Regions from separate parts of the Capsicum annuum genome. Here region 1 is linked to region 2. Evidence: chromatin contacts called from public Hi-C data. All regions are on one chromosome and are shown on one strand. The core of a region is the stretch at or near the end of the contact, and the rest is flanking DNA. Distances in the headings are between cores, read along the strand shown. Region 1 holds the start of LOC107868661 (60S ribosomal protein L37a). Region 2 has its middle 36 kb from the start of LOC107868652.

What was found. A called contact is a pair of places that touch in the nucleus more often than the background predicts.
Region 1: a contact with region 2 is called in a Hi-C map of pericarp, with 2.5 times the contacts expected there. The contact joins the promoter of LOC107868661 here to the enhancer-like site in region 2. A contact is called at or near these places in 5 of 5 Hi-C or Micro-C datasets (bud, leaf, pericarp and 1 more).

What each region holds. Positions count from the first base shown.
Region 1 is chr1:13,689,197-13,694,635 of UCD10Xv1.1, reverse strand. It overlaps LOC107868661 (60S ribosomal protein L37a), which reads left to right and starts at 3,044. Exons shown (of 5, transcript XM_016715334.2): 1 at 3,044-3,245; 2 at 4,417-4,456. The coding sequence starts at 3,243. LOC107868670 (eukaryotic translation initiation factor 4G-like) reads left to right here. Exons shown (of 13, transcript XM_047394191.1): 11 at 1-278; 12 at 775-966; 13 at 1,018-1,503. The coding sequence ends at 1,339.
Region 2 is chr1:13,639,367-13,644,469 of UCD10Xv1.1, reverse strand. No RefSeq gene overlaps it. Among protein-coding and RNA genes, the nearest start is that of LOC107868652, 36 kb to the left of the region's middle. Within about 2 kb of position 1,994, at least 1 of the 5 cell types and tissues checked has an H3K27ac peak or open chromatin away from gene starts, as enhancers often do. A contact at or near this core is called in pericarp, where this site is marked.

The DNA.
Region 1 (5,439 bases), core at 1,795-4,294, 49 kb before region 2:
ATGTGGTCACCATACAACTCAAGACAAGAATCAATATCCAAATATGCTCCAGGGACAGTTGTGAAGCCTACTGCTTATGCTAGACCAAATCAACATGAGCATGCACATTACGCTGAAAGAGAAGTGACAAATTCAAATCGTCCTTTTGGGAGATCTGCCGAACCACCATCTTCAGCCCATCAGGATAGACCGTCTGCTGCGCCAAATTCACCAGGAATGATATGGTCTGAAGAACATCTTGGAGAAATGTCGATTGCAGCTATTCATGAGTTTTACAGGTAAAATTTCTCTGTCAAGTGCATTGCTGATCATAAAATGGGAAGATTGATTATAACTTGAAGACTTTTTTCGGAATTTGTATCATCACAAAAGTGTAAAAGAACCATCTGAAGGAAATGATAAGATCCGCTAATTCATTATGAAGTTTAAATTCTTGAGATATGATAACTTCTTTAGACTTTCTGCTGCAGTGTAATTAATGCGGTCAGTATTTGGTTGCATGTAGCTGTAACATGAAAGTTATTCTATGAAGGAAAAGTACTTCTATGATTGTAATTTGTAGCTTCAAATTCAGGGAGCTGACATTGTTAGGAAACGTATATAGCAAAGAAAACTATTAACTACATTTACATAATGTACGTGGCGTTATTCTTTAGTTCTGTTTGACTAAATGAGAGAGGATCCTTTTAGGGATTTCATTTGGATAATCTCAAGAATGCTGTTCGTTCTATACTTTCCCTTTTACAGATATAATGTGTGATTTTCTGGTTCCAGTGCAGTTGATGAGGACGAAGTTGTTCTACGCATTGGAGAGTTGAACTCACCAAGCTTTCTTCCAATGATGTTATCGATGTGGGTAAATGACTCGTTTCAGAGGAAAGAAAGGGACAGGGATCTTCTTGCCCGGCTTCTTATCAGTCTTACGAAGTCCAAGGTGGTACTGAATGCCAAACAGCTCGTTGAGGGGTAAGCTGCCAATTCCTTTTCTATTATCATCCGAGTTTTTGCTTTTAATAGTCTTTCTCTTAGCAGGTTTGAATCAGTTTTAGCTACTTTGGAGAATGAAGTTACTGATGCTCCAAAAGCAGCTGTATTTCTTGGTCACATTTTCGGTAGATTAATTAGCGAAAATGTGATCTCTCTGAAAGAAACCGGACATCTTATACGACATGGTGGTGAGCAGCCCGGTCATCTTCTGCAAACTGGATTGGGATATGAACTTCTCGAAAGTACATTTGACGTGATAAGATCAGAGAAGGGAGAATCAGCTTTGAGAGATATCTGCAGCACGTCCAGCACACAGTTGGAAGATTTTAGACCACCCGTGTTGTCCAAATGAACCATTTTTTTTCTCATTAGTTTTCGACATGGTTAATCATTGTTTTACCTACGAACAAATGCAGAAGCAGGACGACTGAATATGTGGATTATTCGGTGTAATGCTTAGGCATGTATACGTGACTGTTGATATCAACTTTGTGAAGCATATATCAATTTGGTTTACTGGGCTCCTTCAGATGTTTTTGAAGATAGTATAATGTTCTCAGTAATTTTTTTCCCTTTCTGTCCAAGCCTAATTGGACAAAGTTATCTAATATGTGTGTTGGTGGGAAGTAACAGGTAACCCATGGAATTAGTTGGGATGCGTGCAAGCTGACATGAACACCACCGTTGGATAATGTCCTATCTCAAACAAATCGCTTTTGCCCTTGGTGATGGTCCTCCTCCATGTTGGTCTATAATTTGTTAGGTCATAAGTTTATGTAACTTACAACCAAATCTCACTTAGGGTGTGTGGAAAACGAACATGAGAAAAAAATGAGGTATTATCCCGGGATAACTCTTTCCCAACCAAACAACTGCATGAATTAAATTCAACGAAACCACTTCCTCTTTGTTTATGAACCTCAGTTGGAGGTCGCAAGTACTAAGTGGAACATTAGTGGTGTATACATAAGTTGGTTGGCATATTGAACCCTCGAATATGTTCGAAGATCTCTTTTAGTTCAAGAAGAATTATATTGATCTTTTTTCTTATTTTGACCGGAAAATCTCACAAGGCATTACTGTGCCCATCAAATCTGCATGATTAGTGCAGAAGTATAGAGCATTTTGGTTGGTTATTGACAAACAGAAAGCCATCTTTATATTAAAAAAAATTGATACTGTATGCATCAAAGTATCTTATGTTAATACATAGGTGTATATGTCCATTGTATATTATTACTTTGTAAATGCACATAAAGTGTGTGTAATCACTAATCAAGTTAGTCTTTTCATAATTATTGTATCTTTCAGCCAGGAAATATCTAAGTGGAGCTCAGATATACATCATATGAACATTGATCAACAATTTTGACTGGGAATGAAGATAGTAAAACTTGACATAAAACCTTTTTATTTCAAAAAAGAGATTGTATTTAACAGTTAAGTAGCTAGTCAAAACATGTACACATAATAAACCAAAATTCTTAATAAATAACTTCAAAACATACTTCAATTCGAGTCGTCTATCATATAGTTTGCTGGTATATGACATCCAATAAATGACATTATGTGACTATTCATTATGCAATATTCTTCTAGAGCAAATTTGATTGTTCGTTTCAGGTGAATTCGTCAACTAAGGTGATTTTGCTAATTTTAAAAAAATATAACTAAATTATATTTCATGTTTTTTTTTTAGAAAAAGTTCAATCAAACATGATCATGATTCCAAATATTTTTTAGAAAAATATAATTAAATATAATTTCATCTTCAATCTCATCATAGATTTTATATAAAATGAAAAATATTTAAAATTTAACAGTCAAACGCCTACAAAATTACACCCTCATAGAGAATTAAGTTTCAAAGAAGTGATGCAATTTACAGAATTGGCATCTTTAATCAAAAAATTAGTATTTTCCATAAGTTTTGAGAGTAAAAAATATGAGATCTTTACATAAATAGCCAAACCGATTTACTATTTGCTTTTCTAAATGGTATACATAGATTATACGTTTATTATACAAAATCATACACATATTGTACATCCGCCGAGACTATTTTGGTTACTTCTTAAAAATTGATCACAGGCCCAATTTGGTTTACAGATTCGGGTCAACCCGAATATTACAAACAATGGGCCTAATCTTGCCCAAAAAGCAACTAATTATACGTACTTCTTTTGACACTACAAAAAAACCCTAGTGAATCTTTGCTCTAAGCAGCCGCTCAAAATCCTCCATCAACATTCACGATGGTACCCCCCTTTTTACCCTTAATCTGTTAAATCTTAGTATTAATTCAACTAAAAGAGCTGTATTTTTTGTTTTTTTGTTTTGGTTGCTGATGAAAAGGGTTGATATTATTATGTGCAATTGTACTTGGGTTATTGTCTGTTACAGTAGCTATTCATTAGGTTTATTGAATGTTATTGGAGAATGTCCAAGATTTGATATTTTGTTGAAATGGGTAATTGTAAATGATGTGTGTGTGTGTGTGTGGGGGGGGGGGGGGGGGTCTATGAAACGGCCTCTCTACTTCATTTGAGGTTGAGGTATGGACTGCATACACTTTACCCTCCCGAGACCCCACTTTGTGGGAATACACTGGGCTCGTTGTTGTTGTTGTTGTTGTAGTTGTAAATGATTTATTGGTAGTAATATACGTTGGAGTGGAAAGGAAAATTTTATTATGGGTGTGTTTCAGGTAAGGAAAAAAAATTTTGAAAAAATGTTTTCTAAGAAAAAAAGTGGTTTTCTTGCTTATGTTGTGTTCGGCTTGTATGCAAAAAATATTATCCTAAAATCATTTATATATAATCGTTGATTGGAGAGTGTGGGTGGTGGGGGTTAGGACAATGGGGGGTGAAGATGAGGTATGCCGGAGGGTGCGGAGGACACAATGAATGTGGATTGCCACTTGTATGGCTCATTTTCCCTACTTCCTAGAGTGGAGAGGGCACAATCATGTGAAGTCATTTTCCTCATTTTTAAACAACTTATTTTCCTAGAAAATACTTTTTAGAAATTTTGACCAACCGAACATGAGAAGTAAGAGAAAATATTTTCCTCCTTACCAGACATACACTATATGTGTCAGTTGCTCATTCATATCAACAATGGAAATTGCAAACGCTAGGTTGTAGAATAGACGGGAATTGTTTTAAATGTTACGCTTTTGTCTCACATAGTATTAGTATAGAGCAGTTGAGTGGATGGGTTGGATTGTGGGTACTTGGTCTTCTTGTTTGTGAGGTCACAGTTTCTCATATTTGTAAGGAGGTTCTGAAAAGGTAAAATTGTTTAGTCTACTTTAAAATAGGGAGTCTGATCCTAATGAGATGAGATGGTGTAGATATCATTATGAACATTGAAATTGAGTAAAACTTGCAGCTTGTTTTAATGTGAAATGTGCTATTTTTTCTGCAGACTAAGAGGACCAAGAAGGCTGGAATCGTTGGGAAGTATGGTAAGTATTAAAGCTCCTTTTAGAATCTCCTGTTTGCAGTAATAAGGATAGGTTTTTGATAGCTTCTGGTAATACAACAACTTAATTTGATCAAGTGGTTTAATTTCTCTATCAAGCTCTGTTTGGTTAGGACTTCGATTCATTCTATAGATCCTTAAATTTTCCTTTTGCTACATTGGCAAGGCATCCTGGATTCCTTCAAATCCGAGATACTTGTGATGTCCTATTAGGAGAACTTGTCTGCACACCATAGGTTCCTTTTTTGTAAGAAAGTTTCCTATTTTTAATGGTGAGTATTGATCACGGAAAAATTATAGTGCATCTTAAAAATCTCTTCAAGATTAACAATATTGATAGTAACAATAATAATAATAGGAGATAATAGAGTAGATAGACCTGTTAATTCTGCAGTTTTGATGCTTGTAATAGTATATTGAGAGAGGTATGTTGAGATGAATGTTGCATATGGGCGTCAAATCTAAACTTAAAAGTTAAATCTCCTAGCTTTGCGTATCCCTTTGAAGTTTCGCGGAGATGTTTCTGACGGCCTATGTCATTAACATTAAAATAGATGGTAGTTATACTCAACAGATGTTTATTTCTCTAAGTTAGAGCTGCTGGTTGTTACTATTAATCGAGCATATTCTATGTTATGCCTGGAATAGATTTGTAATTGCCTGAAGTGAATGGTTATGTGGGATTGTGGGTCAGGCTAGATGTTCGTTGAGATTTTAATAGTTTAGCAACCAGACACCACTATGGAATTGTAAGACATAAATTTTGTTGATAACACTGCCCATTGGCTGGAGTCGGTTCTTTTTGTTAAGGTTATTTCAGGTGGTAGTATTCTCTCCATGTCATCGCTCTAATATACCTTGGTCTTTATCCAAGGCGACTGTGTATTTGATTTTTGTGTTTGCTAATTTAAATGAACCTTTTCATCTGTTGCAATGTTGTTGTTCTACAGAACACAGAAAAAGAAA
Region 2 (5,103 bases), core at 745-3,244:
TATAAATTTATTTAGTTATTCATACATGTTTATTCTTTTAATGATGATTTATATGAATGATAAATATGATATCATTATATGTGTATTATGATGATTCATACGATAGATACATTTTGTATGATTTTAACGGGTGATACATATTGTATTATGATGATTTATATGACAGATACAATTATTTATTTCAATTATTGGGTGATTCATATGATATTAATGGGTGATATATATGGTATTATGGTGATCATTCATATGGTAGATATAATTATTTATTTCAATTATTAGGTGATTCATATGTTATTAATGAGTGATACATTTTGTTCACACTGTATTTAAAAACGGAGCAGCCATCCCATCACCGACGGCGGAGGAGGAGAGAAAGTGGATCTGGACACCATGAAAGGTGGGTCAGCAGAAAAGTGGATAAGATCATATTGGATTGAATTGGGTTTGACAGAAATTAGGGTATTGAATTTTTTTTTAAAATCTGATTAATTCATTGTATAACTGATTATGCGTGATTTGCTCCACAAAATAAAAGAGAATCTATTATTCCTTTAAATAAATATCTTTGTCAGTTTCAAATGTATCAATTTATATGTATCACTGTATAACATATGTATCACCATTTTAAAAACCGGGATAAAATGTAATTAATAAAATAGTCAGGATTTTATGTAATATCACTTAAAGATTCAGGGATTTATGTAAGTTACCCTACAATATATGAGTATACGGGCTTACGTAACTGTATAGGTGACAAAATATTTTTTAACAAAATAGTTGTATAGTTACATAATGTATGGATATTATATAAATAGTGTATAACTATGTATATATAATGTATAATAATGTATTAGAGATGTATATATATCCATGTATGTTTTTTATACAATATATATATACATCCTTATACAATGTGTATACATGGCAAAAGATGAAGAGAGAGGAGAATGGGAGAAAACAATTTTGATGAATGAAGAGATGAAGAAAATAGCGAATTGAACTTCGCTTGCAATTCAAAGTGTCGACTGACCATTTTTGGTACGAACTTAACCTCATGGAGGCAGGAGATTATTTCCGAAAGATCCTTGATTCAAAAGATCAAATTGAAATAGTTATAATGAACTAAAAAATATAACAATCAAGAAAATATGGCAACTAATATGAAGAGTAATACAAAGCGTATGGAGAAGGAACAATAATAACGTAATTTGGTAATAAATAAAAAATACAAGAAATTATGTAAATAAGGGCAAATACTACTTTATCACTTTTATACAAGAAAGTAATAATTCATTATTTGGTTTTTTTTTTTTTTTTGATTGATAATGAAAAAAATTGGTAGAGATATATAATTAGAGGTGTGTGTATATATATATCTTTTGATGTGTCTCTTATCTTTTTTCTTTATTTATCAAAAAAAATAAAAAATGACAAGACTGGTGATAGATAAGAAAGATAAGAGCATGAATTTGGCTGAAAGATGTATACTCTGTTTGTAGAAATATTAATATTCACAATTTGAATTTTGTTTTAATCATGTATTTTGTTAACATCCACTTGATATAATAATCCAATCTTGGCTAAACACATATACTGCCCTTAAACTTGCCCAAACGTCCCTTTTTAGATGTTTAAACTTAGTCTTATTCCAACTAAACATAGCTATATATAATTCCGTTCCTATAAAACACAACAAATTAAAAATATCTTCCATGATAAATAAAATATGTATAGTTAATTATCTGATGCGAAAAAAAATATGCCACATATTAAAAATAAAATACCATGTGCTTTTAATTTTGTGATTATTTTTACTATGTGACATTTTTTTAAATCGTGAGACTATGAACTACATACATTTTATTTATGAAATAAATATCAAACTTACACATCAAAATTTTTATATTTAATTAATTTCTTAAATTAAATAGTATGGCCGGTCATCTATTTTCCAACCAAAAAGAGACGTAGGGATATGAAGCCGCCTTTTAAAGATCTTATTTCGCTTTCAAATATCATAATCATTCAACTTTAGTGCTAAAACATGATAAGCTCAAATTGTTGTTTTTCAAAATTAATTTATAAACTTTTTTTGTTCTTTTGTTATTTAAAATTATTTTCGGGGTAAAGTGAAATAAACTCAAAAAAAAAAAAAAAAAGGAAAAGAGAAGGAAAAAGAAAAAGAAAGTGGAGGGATAGATTCTGCATTTAAATTTTAAGGTTCAATTTTAAACAATTTTTAGTATTAAATTATTTATGTTTTAAAGTGACACAAATTTAATTTTTATATCAAAAGTAGGGGTATACAGACCAAACCGTCAAGTCAAACCGAACCGACGAACCAAATCAAACCGAGAAAAAAATGACTTATGATTTGGTTTGGCGTTAGAAAAAAAACCCGATCATCCTTAATTTGGTTTGATGTTGACAAAAAAAAAATCAAACCGAACCTGAATCAAACCGACATAATGTGCGTGTGTGTGTGTCTATATATATATATATATATATATTATCCCAGATTATTTATTATATATAATTATATAATAAATACGGATAATATATAATAATATAATATAATAGACAGGTAATAAATAGTAATAAACAGATTCTATAGTATAGATAGATATTATAATGTAAAAAATAGAAGACAAATATAATGTAAAGAAATTTATTACAAATATAATAATAGATGTATAAAGAGACAATAATAATAGTATATACGGATAGATAATATTATAAGACAGATATATAATACTAATAAAGTGTATATATAATTAATAAGCAGGTTTTAGTATATATTATAAACAAAGTAAATAAAAAAGTTAAGCAAAGTAATTAAAATAGGTAAGTAGTTACGAGAAAATAATAGCAAAGTTAAAGTGGATGTGTTTTTATATGGTGTAAAATTCTACTCAATACTCCCTCCTTCGTTGTTCTTAGTCCAGTGTAAGTGTCCAAGTCATAAAGATCAAAGTATATTTTCTTCTTCCAAAAATAAAATATTTTTACATTTTTGATTTTTTTTTTTAATTTATGCCATGTTTATCTTTTTCTCTTCAGTTTTAGGTATTTTAGCAATATCTTCTTTAATCACATCTCGAGAGAATAACAACAGTCCTTTTTTAATCTTCTTCGGACTTTCCAAGTCCCTAGAAATTTACAGATTAATCAATCGTTATTGCTAAAACACTGGGAGAATAATCATATACTGAGGATATTTTTATAAGTAATTTACAAATTATACAAAATCAGAAAACTGACGATAAACCACCGGCGATCCAGATCTGAATAATAAAACCCATGTGAAAGAAAATATAAACTTGATTAATTCAAACATAATTTACAAACTTGGGAGAAAACTACAAAGATCTATATAACTACTACTTACATATTTCAAGGAAGAAGTGAGGTTTTCCTTTCGAGAATCCCCTGAAAGTTGACAGCTATCGAAAATGAAGAATTAAGAAAATTTTTCACACTTTTTTTTTTTGAAATAACTTACAAACTTTAGAAATTAAGAAACTTAAAGAACTGAAGAAAACTAAAAAACTTTCTCACTCTTGATTTTTTTTTACTTTTTTCTCTATTTGGTACATGTTTAAGTCTTACATAAGGGGGGTATTTATAGGAATCTTTGGACTTCAAATCTTAATTTTTTTGTGGACTTCAAATCCTTTCTAAAGACTTTATCAACTTGGGCGGTCCGGCGGCTAATGTCTTTTTTTAATTTTCCTCCGTTCATTTATTTAGCTGATATTGTATACGTCTGTTATTTTGTCACAATAATAAACAGATTATATGAATTAAAGAAATTTATATAATATGTTTACTTTTGATTTTATTATTGGTATCAGAGCTATGAGATATCATATAATCATTACATATGTTTTTATGGTATCAGGATAATTATATAATACTATAATAAAACATATCGTTTATTATTGCTCTGATAGTAATAATAAACATATGATTTTATTATTATCCCACGTTATTTATTATATATAATTATATAATAAATACGGACAATATATAATAATATAATATAATAGACAAGTAACAAACAATAATAAACAGATAAACATATGATTTTATTATTATCCCAGATTATTTATTATATATAATTATATAATAAATATAGATAATATATAATAATATAATATAATAGACAGGTAATAAACAGTAATAAACATATTATATAGTTTAAATAGATAGTATAATGTAAAAAATAGAAGACAAATATAATGTAAAAAAATTTATTACAAATATAATAATAGATGTATATAGAGACAATAATAATATTATATATGGATAGATAATATTATAAGTCAGATATATAATACTAATAAAGTGTATATATAATTAATAAGCAGGTTTTAGTATATATTATAAACAAAGTAAATAAAAAAGTTAAGCAAAGTAATTAAAATAGGTAAGTAGTTACGTGAAAATAATAGCAAAGTTAAAGTGGATGTGTTTTTATATGGTGTAAAATCCTACTTAATACTCTCTCCTTCGTTGTTCTTAGTCCAGTGTAAGTGTCCAAGTCATAAAGATCAAAGTATATTTTCTCCCAAAAATAAAATATTTTTGCATTTTTGATTTTTTTTTTTTTAATTTATGCCATGTTTATCTTTTTCTCTTCAGTTTTAGGTATTTTAGCAATATCTTCTTTAATCACATCTCGAGAGAATAACAACAGTCCTTTTTTAATCTTCTTCGAACTTTCCATGTCCTTAGAAATTTACAGATTAATCAATCGTTATTGCTAAAACACTAGGAGAATAATCATATACTGAGAATATTTTTATAAGTAATTTACAAATTATACAAGATCAGAAACTGGCGATAAACCACCGGCGATCTACATCTGAATAATAAAACCCATATGAAAGAAAATATAAACTTGATTAATTCAAACATAATTTACAAACTTGGGAGAAAACTACAAAGATCTATGTAACTACTACTTACACATTTTAAGGAAGAAGTGAGGTTTTCCTTTCGAGAATCCCCTGAAAGTTGACAGCTATCGAAAATGAAGAATTAAGAAAACTTTTCACACTTTGATTTTTGAAGTAACTTACAAACTTTAGAAACTAAGAA